2 separate regions of the Mus musculus genome follow, and region 2 is linked to region 1. Evidence: chromatin contacts called from public Hi-C data. All regions are on one chromosome and are shown on one strand. The core of a region is the stretch at or near the end of the contact, and the rest is flanking DNA. Distances in the headings are between cores, read along the strand shown.

Region 1 (6,161 bases), core at 1,108-3,607:
TCCTGCACATTCTAAATTCTTGAGCGATGATTTTTTTTTATAATTTTCAGCCCATTCAGTTCATGTAACACTAAGTTGTGTGGCTTTTAATTTGAAGTTGGAATTATAAAGAAATCAGACAAAGTAAAACACAACAGTGACAATTTGCTCATGTTCAGAAAGGTAGATGTGAATGTTCAATGATGCTTAGATGTGCTTGGAATGCAGCTGTCCACTAACAAACTTCTCCACTAGATGGTGTGTCTCATAGCTTCCTTCCAAGGTTTTCTTGGTATAAGATGGAATAATAAATTCATCTACCACCATTGCCTTAAAGGTTATAGAACTTAGTACATATGCTGTATTATACCCTGCAAATACTCTGTCAAGGTTATCCTTAAAATGATATAAATTTGATATTCTAAAACTTTAAAAAAAAAAACTTGATTCAAAAATTTACGACCTCACATTCATAATTCCAAAAAGAGAAAAGATACATCATTAATTATTTGAATTTACTGAATAAGATTTTATTACTTGCATGTGGTTCTTTTATGCCATATTCATTTAACATATCAAATAACACATGGCAAACAACATACATTATGAACTTAGGCTGCAAAGAGATAGTTTTCATGATATAGGAAGAGAAAATCATTGACTCGGGTACAGAATTGGAAATCATGATCCTATTTGCCTCAATGAAATATGGCTTAAAAGTGAGTCGTGTATGAAATGGTGTCCTCTAAGTGACCTCACCATATCCATTTCTGTCTCTGAAGTTTCTTCTTCTTGCTGTTATCAGACAACACTCTCAAGTTAATTTGCTTGCCTCTGCCAGACACCTCTGAGCTGATTAATTCTAATCTCTAGTGTGGCAGAGACTGGAGAGCTTGGGTGTATTCTTCATTTCTGTACTTAAGTCTGAACTTGTGATACTTCTGCAGAATGTGTGAAGTGCTTATTATCCTGGGGAAACTAAAGAGCGTTCGTTCATTAAGCGTAGTGCACATACACATTCAAAGGATGAGGACTTTTTCTTTCTTTCTTTCTTTTTTTTTTTTTTTGTCAGAATATATTTTAATCTTGTTGCTAGGATAAGGAGGCAAAAGACATTTAGCCCTAATTAGTCATCTGCCATTAAAATGAAATATGGTTCCACCTTTTAATTACCTATATTCAATTTATTATTTTCAGTAGCATGCTCGTCTGAAGACAGCTAAGTTCACCCACAATATAGGATTAGATTTTTATGACATTTCTTCCAGAGGTTTGTAATTTCAGAAACACGGGGAATCTGTGTGTTATTAGTGAGCAAGAGAGCCCTGTCATATAAACTAAGTTTCACAATGAATATCCTTGAAACCTTCAACACTGAGGGAGAATAGTACCCAGACCCTTAAGAAGCCTTTTCTCTTTCCAACGTTGATAAGTCCATTTTGTGTAATCTTACAATATTCTGTAGTTCTGCTTTCATAGAAGATGTTGCCGAATTGGTAGGACAACTTGAAGTATGTTCTCCTTTTACCTGGTAGCACAATGATGACAGCAGTCTTTATAGGTTGCTTGTGACGATGCTCTTGGCACTTGTCACAGAAGTAGACATGGATGAGAACCTCCATACATTTGTTTTTCAACTCAGTATCTGTCACCAACTTTATGATGTCTTTGATTCGTTTCTTAAAAACACCATAATAACAATTAAAAATGATAATAAGTGATTATTCAAAATATGGGAAAGCTTTCTATTGCTCATGCACAGTTGTAGAGTCTAATCTGGGAACCATCAGAGGTCAATAGGAAGTGTTGCCCTATCTAAGCAATGAAGGCAGTTCTTCCAGGAGAGTGGGCGATTTACCGGCTGCTCAGCAGGTGGAGGGAGATGGTGAGGCCACCTCAGAGCAACAGCTATCCAAAAAGCACTCTATGGGCTTTGAGGGTCAGTAGAAAGCCCATGGATGCCAGAAGTCCTGGGTTCCTCCCATCCCTCTTAGAGCTGACCATGGTGCTGATACTCATGAAATTCCTATGGTCTTGTGGATTTTTCCCCCCTTACAGGAAGCTAAGTAATGATTCACTTGGTTAGTACCCATATAATTATGACACATCATATCCTAGAAAATAAATCAGGACTGTGTGGAATATGACTGGAAAAACAAAATAGAACAAGAAAACAGACCCAGAGTTTCCCATAAAAAAGCAACAATGCCCCTCCAACTAAGCTCTCTAGGCAATGGCCACTTGCATATGGTTTGTAAAAAAGCAAAACATGTTTAAGGACAAAGAAGGATTCTAGCTTTCTGCTGAGGTCTGCTTATTCTGTGTGAGAAGCTGAGCATCCTACCCGAGAGAACTTCAGCTGAGAGGAGGGAAGCTGTGGGGGTGGTGAGCGCGTGGGAACTGTGTCTAATCCCTCCCTGAGCACCCATCACCAGGTGCATCCAAGAACTGGCTGCAACAATAACCAGGCAGGATGCTAGTGATGGGCTTTGTGCTGGTGTGATAATGAGCTGTAGATAAAAGGCAGGAGGACAGCTGTTAGTAGGCACCAGGCTGTCATTGGCATGGCTCTGAATGTTAAATACTACTCTGGGATCTTTTATGCTCTATGCACCAAGTTAGGATCTTACACTGAGACTGTGTAGCCCTTTTATTGAATTTTTGCCAGATATAATTCATTTTAATTCTTTTCTCTTCACTGTCTCCCCCACCCCACCCCCTCTTCACTTGTGCATTTCTCTGCCTTGACTTGTGAAACATCTACCTTCAATTAGTTGGAAAATGCTCTAACTTTTCGCCTCCCTACAGGATTAAACCTGCTAAAAGTAACTAGTGTTTTCTATCTGATAAATAAGGGGATTACAGCAGTAACTGCTGTCAGCGTTTTTCTCATTTAAACAAATAAAGCTGACAAATGATGAAGTTCTGTGCTGCTCTGTTATGCTTAGAACATGCAGAGTGATTATTCATCTGCTGCCAATGTTAGTCTATCCACAACTAAACCATCCCAGAACCTAGAAAGCTTATTAGCATATCAGTACCGTAGTTATATTTTTATATTCTGTGAGACCCTACTCCATAGCAAAGGCTGATGCCCATAATTTGCATGATCATTTAAAGGTGTGGGCTTTCCCCTGTTTATTAGAGTTGTGCAAGTTATTGGGTACAATGCCTCTCTTCTTCATGAGATACAATGTTTTATTAGTTTTATTTGTACCACTGTAACGTTTCCTGCAATCAAGTTAGCTGACATCTCTGGAGATAGAAAAGTATATAGCTGTGTCTGCTTGCAATACAGATGGGTGAACTTTAGTGGAGATGATAGGAGCAGTTACCTTAAATAGAGAGGCTTTGCTTAAATGTTTTCCAAATCCACATATGTGCATAGTTATTGCCTATGTATATATATATATATATATATATATATATATATATATATATATTCACAAAAGAACTGAAGATTTGATAAAGAATGCCCTACTTTTTAAGAAAGACACCTTATTAAAGCAGCATTATCTTCTTATGCTAAGTAAAACACAAGAAATATAAAGAATGTATTGTGTTGTAAGGATTTTCTTAGACATGATGGTCTGACTAACTGAAGCCCTCACGTTTGAAGGAGTCATCAAGCAATTAATATACATTTGTGTGTGTGTGTGTGTGTGTGTGTGTGTGTGTGACAATGCCATTCGTGATCTGCTGCCTTGATCATGCTGATTAGGAGGCCACACCGTGTTCAGAAGAAGCCCATTTGTGTTGGCTTTGCTTTGTGACCCCTTGAAGAACCTCTGAAATGGACCAGTAGCTGAGCCATCCTGATGTTGAATTCATGACTTGAGGCTCTTCCTCTCCATCCTGGATGGGATGTCAAAAAGAATTCCAGAAACAGAGCAAGATAAGTTCTTTCCATGTTTTAGGGACTTGCTTTCTCTTTGTTCTTGCCAAAGTATCCTGTAAAGGTCTCTGTGTAGATTAGTCAAACAGGTTTAAGGCCTGTTGATCTTGTGGGGAGTGCTCTGATGATCATTGCTGCATATACAAACTAACCCAGACTCTATGCACATCCTTGATACAGCTCCAATACTCCAAGCCACCATTCCCTCTCCTAACCCCAGGACCAAATAGGTAGCCATTATATGACATTACTCAAATTAGCCAATTCTGGGTTTTATTGCTATTCCTTTATAATCCCTTTCATGGGAATAAAGCAGAAATAGCAGAAATATTCTTGTTCCCTTTCCCTCTCCTTTCTGCCTTCTTTTTGCCCTGGTGCTTTCTGCTTTCCTGTGTGGCCAAATGTGGCAGGCTGGGCCAGTTTCTTGCTAGCTATGTAAATTTCATCCTTCATGCCAGCCATTTGTATGTCTGCAGGTCTGACCACAATTGATTAAAATAAATTCTGGGTGTCCTTATGGTAGGGGGAATGCAAATTGGTGGTATGAATGTGTGTGCTCCCTGTTTTCTGACTTGGATATGTGACTGCTCTTAGACATTCTGAGGTGGATTAGATAGATTCACAAGGTGGATAGAATGAGAACCAAAGGGTGGTTTGACCACCTTTTTACCTTTCAAGTTTATCATATCTAAAATGTTAGATATAGGGGCTGGAGCGGTGGCTCAGAACTGGCAACTCTTCTAGAGGTCCTAAATTCAATTCCCAGCAAGAACATGGTGGCCCACAACTATCTGCCATGAGATCTAAAGTCCTCTTCTTTTGTGTTAGTGACAGCATATTCATATACCTAAAATAAATAGTAGATCTTTTAAAAATATTAGATATATATTTGTACAAAATAACGGGGTTTCATGACATTTTTTGTAGACACGTATGGTGCGATTTGGTCACACCCGCACACCTCTGCGTTTTCAGCTTCCATCCTCTGTTTCCTCCCCTGACACCATGGGATCCCCCTTCTACTTTGCTATTTATATTTGTTGTGTTTGGCAGCTCATTTCATAGGATGATCTCCAGTTCCATCCATTATCTCATAAATAAATAGCATGGTTTTTTTTTTCCTTAGTGGTCAGGTAATAATCAATTGTGAATCTATAGCACATGTTCTTTATCCATTCATCTGGTGGTGGATCCATAGGCTAATTTCAGGGTAGCTACTGTGAATTGTGCCATAGGGAGCAGGAATATACAGTCGGCTCCATTGAATGCTGAGTTTACTTCCCTTAGGTATATACCCAAGAGTGGTAGAGCTGGATCATATATTAGTTCTGTTTTTTTTTCCCTGAAGCCCTGCATAGTTATTTCCATAGCAGCTGGACTGATTTACATCCCCACCAGCTAAACATATTGTTTGATGGCCTGCTTTACAAAGGACATGTGTGTTGTGACTCAGTAAGCATCCCCAGCACACTACCGTGGCTGCCCCCTCTCACCTGTAGTATTGTATGATCCTTTCTACCCTGCTTGCCTCTTCAAAACTGGTTATCCATTTGTCTTAAGTTGAAGAGTAGGATGTAGGCAAGCTCTCCCCTATATCAGTTCACTCCTTAGCATTAACACTCAACTTCTTTGCTCTCGAGAAATCCACAGATTGCAGGACACAAATCTTTAACAAAAGAAGAATTCAACATATTGGAGCTTTCCATCAGAGGAAATGTGGATGGTTAAAAAACACCAACAGGATGAGTGTTGTGTGGTACCTCCTCCAAACTTAGGAAGACTACCTCAAATTGTCCATGATGTTTTATGAGTCCATAACAGTCTCTCGTCACATATTATGAATAATACGTTTTTGACTGGGTGGCATGGGTGTTCTCCATGTGATTAGTTCACCTCTGTTCTTATTTACCACCAGAAGAGGTAGACTTGTATCCCACTTCTTCCTTGCAGAGCCTTTGGCTCATTTGAATTGGAATGACCCCATCCCCCAACCCCAGGCTTTTTTTCTGCTACTTTTTTTTGTTTGTTTCCTTGTTTGTTTTGTTTTCTTTTGTTTTTGTTTTTTGTTTTTTTGTTTTGTTTTGTTTTTTTCAATTGAAATAGATTCTTCTCTAATACAATTTGAAAGTACATTCTGCTCCCATACAACCCATCCTAAGCAGTTTCCCCTCCCTTTACTCCTCCCAGCTCCCTATCACCTCACCTCTCCCCCCAGTCCCATCCTCCCCTCCCCTCTGTTTTCCTTCAGAAAAGAGCAGGCTCCAAAAGACAACAACCAATCACAACA
Region 2 (6,387 bases), core at 2,182-4,681, 340 kb before region 1:
CTTCATCAGGAGTAGAGTTACCTCCATAACTTTAATAATTTTATGGGATTTCAAGAAGGAAAGCCACCTCCTTGGCAAGCCATTCCATGTAAACATCGCATCTTCCTTCTGCATTGTATAGAAGTTGTTTCCCTATCTCTACCTTATGCACTTTCCTTGGAGTTTTGCCACTTACAGAGTTTTGCCACAAGCAGATTAGCTAATAACTCTCCCAATGTACTAGAATAGCTTGCCAGCTTGACACAAACTTCACCAGGGAAGAAGGAACTTCAACTGAAGCATTTCCTCCAATTGTGTTGAAATTGAAGAGCTCATGACTGGGACCAATGCTCTCCTAGAAGAGGCCTTACCTTCTTCGCCTTTTGACTCTGTGGTGACAGGGGACAGGACACCATCAGGAAATGGGTCCTCAATGCATGCTAAATCTGACATCACTTTAATCTCAGGTTTTCTAACATTCATAGCTGCTAGAAATAAATTTATATTATTTAGAACCTGATAATTCTTCAGTATTTTGTTACAGCAGCCTGGCCCTTCTAAGACATACTGGGTTATAGTTAGTATTATAGCTTAATTATAATTCTAAAATAATCTCTCTGCAACACAGTGTGCTTCATAAACAATTATTTCAATTCCAGAAGACACAGCATTCATTTCCAGTGCACTTGAGCAACTTGTATTCAAAAATCATAGGATGTCACAGAAGTTGATGATTTAAAAAATGTCATTAGTTATACAGTTCGGTCAAATAATATCAGTTTTCCGTAGAGGAAACAGGAGGGTCTGGCTTACCCTAAGCCCACCAGTCAGCTCTTGGCAGTGTGAGGCTGAGTTGCTTTGTGACCAGATTCTCAGGCTTGTTGTCTTCTTCCTCTCCTCCCTCCTCTTCTTTACAGTGTGTGTGTAAGCAGGTGAGGTGCATGGTGTGTGTGTGTGTGTGTGTGTGTGTGTGTGTGTGTGTATGCGCAAGCGCACTAGTGAGTGTATGTGCATGAAAGGGTGTTTAAGGCATGCTTGTCGATACTAGAGAACCCATCTCGAGAACCGGTGCTCACCTTTCACTCCTGGTTCCTTGGGATCAAGCTCAAGTGGCAAGCTTATGCTGCAAGCAGTTTTACCCATGATTCATCTCACTTTTACCCATGATTCATCTCACTAGCCCCAGTTCTTGCATGGCATGCTGTTGCTCCTGGGACAGAGGTCCTAATCGCGAATGATAACCACTCAACTGTTTTGTCCAAATAGATATGGTTATCTACACAAAAATAAACAGCTGTACAGGATTTAAACTAGTGGAAGTTATACACATGCATGAAATTCATGTGTGTGGCATAATTTATATGCAGTGTAAAATATAGGGCGTGCAACACTTCAGGTAACACTGAAGGTACAGCGTCTGCTCAGCCCATAATTAAATAAGCCTCGCTGACCAGACAGACATGCCCATGGCTAGCTCTGTGGATGTAGAATTACAGAAAATGGTTCTTGTTCCTGATGTTCCGCAACCATTTACTTACATCAGCCTTGGGCAATTTTCTTCTAAAGTCAAATTCATTGTCCTTACCTACCAATAGTGATAATATATCAGCTTTGTAGAGTCTTCTTTAAAAACATGTATGAAGACCCACTCCTTAAGATTAGGATTTGTTCAATGGTAATTTTGTTTTTCCACCATTTCATTCATCATATTTTCTAGAATTATTAATGTCAAACTAGCTTATCTATTTTTCAGATTCCCAAAATAAACTGACTTTATTTTTTGCTCCCTGTGGGGACAATAAAGAGAATTAACTATGGTCATAGAATATTGAAAATATAACTAAATTTTTCTTTCTTTCTTTTTAAACAGAAATGCTCATTTGTAAGGGGACTGTCACATAGTCTTCAGCCATACAGGAAGGCAGGCAATGAATGAGTAGTTTCTGGGAGACAGGTGAGGCGTATTTGGTAGATTAATTCTCAATTCACCTTCTCAGAAGGAAAGGACAAACCCCTCATTTACCAAGATTCTAAAGAGATTTCCAGGCAAGTCCCTGGCCAGGCCCCACATCAGTCTTTGCTTTGAAGTATCTGTTCCCCAGGGTTTGGTTTTCTCCACCAGGACCTAAACTTGTTATTGAGCTGCAAGAGCTCTGTAGGAAAAAATCAGCTCCTTCCGCTGACGTGCACAAGCCTGGTGTCTGCAGAGAGGGATGGCCTACCTGTTTATCGGGTAATCAATCTTTGTCTATCATCCCCTTTGTCTTTGGGAGCAAGTAAGTTAGTGTGATTACCTCCTTCACAACAATCTCTCCACCTCAAACCATTTTTTTTTTCCATACAGAGGTGTTTGGGAGCAGGTTGCACTTGGACAAGATTTTTGTTGTTGTTGTTGTTTGTGTGTGTGCATGTGTGGGCTAGTGAGCTTGGTAGCCATTGAGGAATCACTTGCCAATGCTGTCTTTTAATTGAAGCTTTCCATCTGTATTGAGAACCCAGATTTCTGACCAGCTGAGTACAGGGGACATTTTGAAAGCTTCTGACAGAAAGCCATGGTCTGACTGTGGAGACCTGGACAGGAAGCCAACGGTCTTGGGGAAGGGGGTTGTCGTCTGTAGCTGGTTGCCTGCTCCAGCGGATGGGGTAAAGAGACAACTTTGAGGCCCTTCCAAGATCAGGTAAAGATCAAGCCATCTAATAAAAGGGGACTGGGAAGGGAGGGGTGGTGTGCTTAAACAAATGTTCCCTTTCTTTCTTCTCTGAAGACTTTGAGCAGGTCTCCTTTTGAACTTTACTTACTTACTAGAAAGGCAATTTCGAGGGCCTGAATTGGAATGAACAAAACCACATTAAGTGGTCAGATGTGAAGCAGTTTTGAGAACTTTTGAGATTCCAGAGCGGCAAGTATTAAAAAAAAAAAAAAAAAAAAAAAAAGGTTTTGCTTCCTTAAAGTAAAATTTGATCCCATACATCCCCAGAAGCCCTCGATTCATTTCCCTCTTCGTTTTCACATTTGGGCACAGTTGAAGCTTATCATTGCCCCCACCCCCCACCCCCACCCTCTTTTCTCCCTAGCGCCCGTCCCGTCCTCCCCAGGACTGCGGGTAAAAGTGGAACTCAAAGTTGAGCGAAACCTTGGTTTCCTGGAAGCCGCTGTCTCACTCAGAGTTAGCAAGCCAGACGCCCACATTCTGCCGCTGGGCGCTCGCCTCCAAGAGGCCGGGCTGCTCGGCACAGCTTGCGCTCGCGCATCCTCGCCTCCGGCCGCCGGGCTCGGGCGCGCTGCAATCCCGCACGCGCGGGGGCCTCTGCAGCGGGGAGGCGGTGCCCGCACGTGCGGCGGCTGCGGACTCACCTGCGCCTCCCGAGCCCGGCCCCGCCCATCGCCCCGCCCCGGCGTGACTCATTGGCCGCCGCTCGGAGGGGTGGAGCAGAGGCGGCCCCGGGGCTCATTAGCGATGCGGTCTCCAGGCTCGGTTTGGTAGTCCCGGACCCGGAGCGGAGCTGGGGCTGCGGGCCGCTTAGCGGGGACGGCGGGCGGCGCCGCAGGAGGCGATGGGGGCGCGCGCTGCGTCCCGCTGCCCATCTGATATCCCTGTTCCGCTGCTGTAGGGAGCGGCGGTGGGGAAAAAGAGACTCGCCACAGACCACCACCTCCGGGGAAACCTACTGGCGTTGGCTCCCTGCCGTCGTTCCTCGCGGACTTCCAGGGCGTGGAAGAGGAGCGAATCCTGAGAGGAGCTCGGAGCATGGGGACAGGGGCTGCAGACGGCAGCCGCGGGGCGCGCCGGTGGCTCCCATGGCTAGGACTCTTTTTCTGGGCGGCGGGGGCTGCGGCTGCCCGAGGTAAGCGCTGGGTGGACAGCGGTGCGCGAGGGGAGCGGGACTCTCACCTTCGGCGTGGGTTTCCCAAGTTGTTCTGGCTTCTCTCCGCGCGCGTAGCCCGACTCAGTGGGAACCGTGTTAGAGGAGCTCCAGGGGACCACTGCCTTTCAACCCAAGTTTGCTATCTGCAGTAATCCTACAGGTTGCTCTGACCGGGCCCCCCCCCCCCTTGAGTTTGCACCCGCTGAGATTTTCCAACCTCCCTCCCCACCCTCCGCCCCTCAATTGTTGCAGACTGGAAAACTCGTCTTCCCTATATCCTCTCTCGCCTTGGTCCTCTCCACTTTTCCTTCTTGGGCGAGCTCGTCCCTGGGTGGGAGCCCACGGTGATGTTCGAGAGTGCATAGGGAAAGAGGCATGCCCGTGGGTTCCAATAGAGACTGCGCTTTTTTTCCCCTTCAGGGGGAAGCATCCAAGCTGGTCACTTCGCTCTGCACCAAGCCCCTCGGGCGACCCTAGTCTTGGCTCTAAGCCAGCAGTGGTTTTGCCTTACAGAATCTGCGAGGGGGCAAGAGCTCTGGGGAGTGTGTACCCTGGGGTTTAACTGCGCCTGCAGTGCCCAGCCGGATAAGCAGTTGGCCGGAGGGAGGCTGTACTCTCGGCGCATCCTCTCCCTATCGGGTGCTTATACCAGCTTAGAAGCGCGGGCCCTACTGAGCAGCAGGGAAATTTAGAAGCAGAGATTTCTCTGCTTCTAATAAGCTCAGGAGCCCCCCCCCCCCCCCCCACACACACACACATACACACACTCTTTTTCTAGATCCGCTGCACTCCAGCAGAGCATCAACTTAAAGATAAACCACACGGACCTGTTTTGAAGCTGATCACAGGCAGTTCCAGACAGCCCCAGTGCTGTGGCTACCTTTGAAATAATCTAGAAGCTTCCCTTTCCCTGCCCTTCTTTACCTTTCTTCTTTGCTGCTTGCCATCCAGCCGGCTTAGAATATGTAATTGCATTAAATGATTTACCTAACGCTTGTCTAGCAAGAGGTGGCACCGGGCTAACCACCTCTCCTTCTGTTCTGTCTCTTGAACATATCGCTAGTAGCTGTGAGGCCTTTGGAAGGGTTGACAAAGATGCCAAGAACCGGTATAATCTCATTTTTTTTAATAGAAGCTAACGGTGTTAGGAGCAGCGATACCGCCTGGAAAGAGGAATTAAAAGGGTGGATAGAGGTTTTCAGCAGTATGATCCTATTCTATGCCTATTTGCATTTCATTTCCTGAACTTTTTCACCCTCCCCTTTTCTTTTTATAATGGAGCAGGCTTTCAAAAATAAGGAAAGGCTTTAAATACGAGTGATTGTTAGAGTGAGGCGTGTTTCTTTCTCTTGTTGGAGGAGCCTGGGCTTCAGCCATTTAGTATACTACGGGGGAACTAGAGACTGCCTAACTGCTCAGGCAACTCTTGAGTGTTTTCTATTCTGTTAGGGGGAAAGCAGGGGTGCCAGGGGTCGGTGCTTTGCCCCTCTCTTTCTCCTACATGAGGCCTGAAATGTCCGAGTTACTACTTTCTAGTCACAGCATGGGATCGCTCATGATGACTGACTCCAGATACTGACCCTCAGAATCTGGTTTGTGGAGTTGTCTTTAAGCCAGCTCAAAACAAGAGGTGGGGACACACGCCAGCAGCCTTTTGGATGCGGTTTTGCTGGCTGTGAACGAAGGCTAGCACCTCTTGTCTGCAAGCTGTTCTGTAAAGGTCTCCTGGAAAACATACTGTACACTCTGCAGGCTTAGTTACAACAAATGCCTTGCACAGATCATAGAAAATGCCCAAGACACATGGAGCAGTAAATCTGAGTAATGCTTCCCTTGTCATGGTTTCTATTCACCTTTAGCAGCTTTGGAAGATACTTCAAGAAATGAGCATTAAGCCGGCTACCAAACCAGTGCATTCTCTCGCACCTGGCTTTGGGCAGGTGGGCACACACAGTAGAAGTTTCCAAATCACAGACGTTCTCTGTATTACGTTCTATCATTTAGGCAAGGTATGGTGCATTAAACCTGGGATGCTGCGGACTTGTGTAGCATCCCTCTGTAGTAGTCTCACTGTGTTGTGTATGGTTGGTTGGTTCTATAGGTAATTTCTGTATTTGCAAGTTAAATAGTTTGTATTTTGAAGCACTTTTCCTTTTGTGGTGCTGGGGGCGGGGGACATGGACCCAGTGCGCCTGGCATAAGCCGGGCAAGTACTCTCTCAGTGATCCATAACTGTAGCCCATCAAAGAGCTCTCTTGTGGATTTGATCCAACATGCCATCACTTAGTTACCAAGCCATATAGAATTACACTATTTGCTTTGGTGGTGCAGTACTATGAGATCAGCAACACTATTCTTACCATATTTACCAGATATCCATTTCCATGACACTAGTACCATCTTCTTCCCCTCTAACTTTTCTCTGCTTCAATACCTGCTATTAAAACCTCTAGAAACCTGGACTTAATTTTGAATGATTGGTTTCACATATACTCCGTGAGGAAATACACACTTAGGACAAGGCTCTGCACAAAGGAAGTA

The links. A called contact is a pair of places that touch in the nucleus more often than the background predicts.
Region 2: a Hi-C map of cortical neurons shows a contact between it and region 1, with 4 times the contacts expected there. The contact joins the promoter of Unc5d here to the enhancer-like site in region 1. A contact is called at or near these places in 1 of 39 promoter capture datasets (hippocampal neurons), 3 of 484 Hi-C or Micro-C datasets (cerebral cortex and cortical neurons) and 1 of 9 other capture datasets (pancreatic islet).

What each region holds. Positions count from the first base shown.
Region 1 is chr8:28,877,072-28,883,232 of GRCm38.p6, reverse strand. The region is part of intron 2 of Unc5d (unc-5 netrin receptor D); the gene reads left to right. Among named protein-coding and RNA genes, the nearest start is that of Gm32505, 180 kb to the right of the region's middle. Within about 2 kb of position 2,357, at least 22 of the 459 cell types and tissues checked have an H3K27ac peak or open chromatin away from gene starts, as enhancers often do. A contact at or near this core is called in cerebral cortex, cortical neurons and hippocampal neurons, where this site is marked.
Region 2 is chr8:29,216,680-29,223,066 of GRCm38.p6, reverse strand. It overlaps Unc5d (unc-5 netrin receptor D), which reads left to right and starts at 3,431. Exons shown (of 18, transcript NM_153135.3): 1 at 3,431-3,825. The coding sequence starts at 3,729.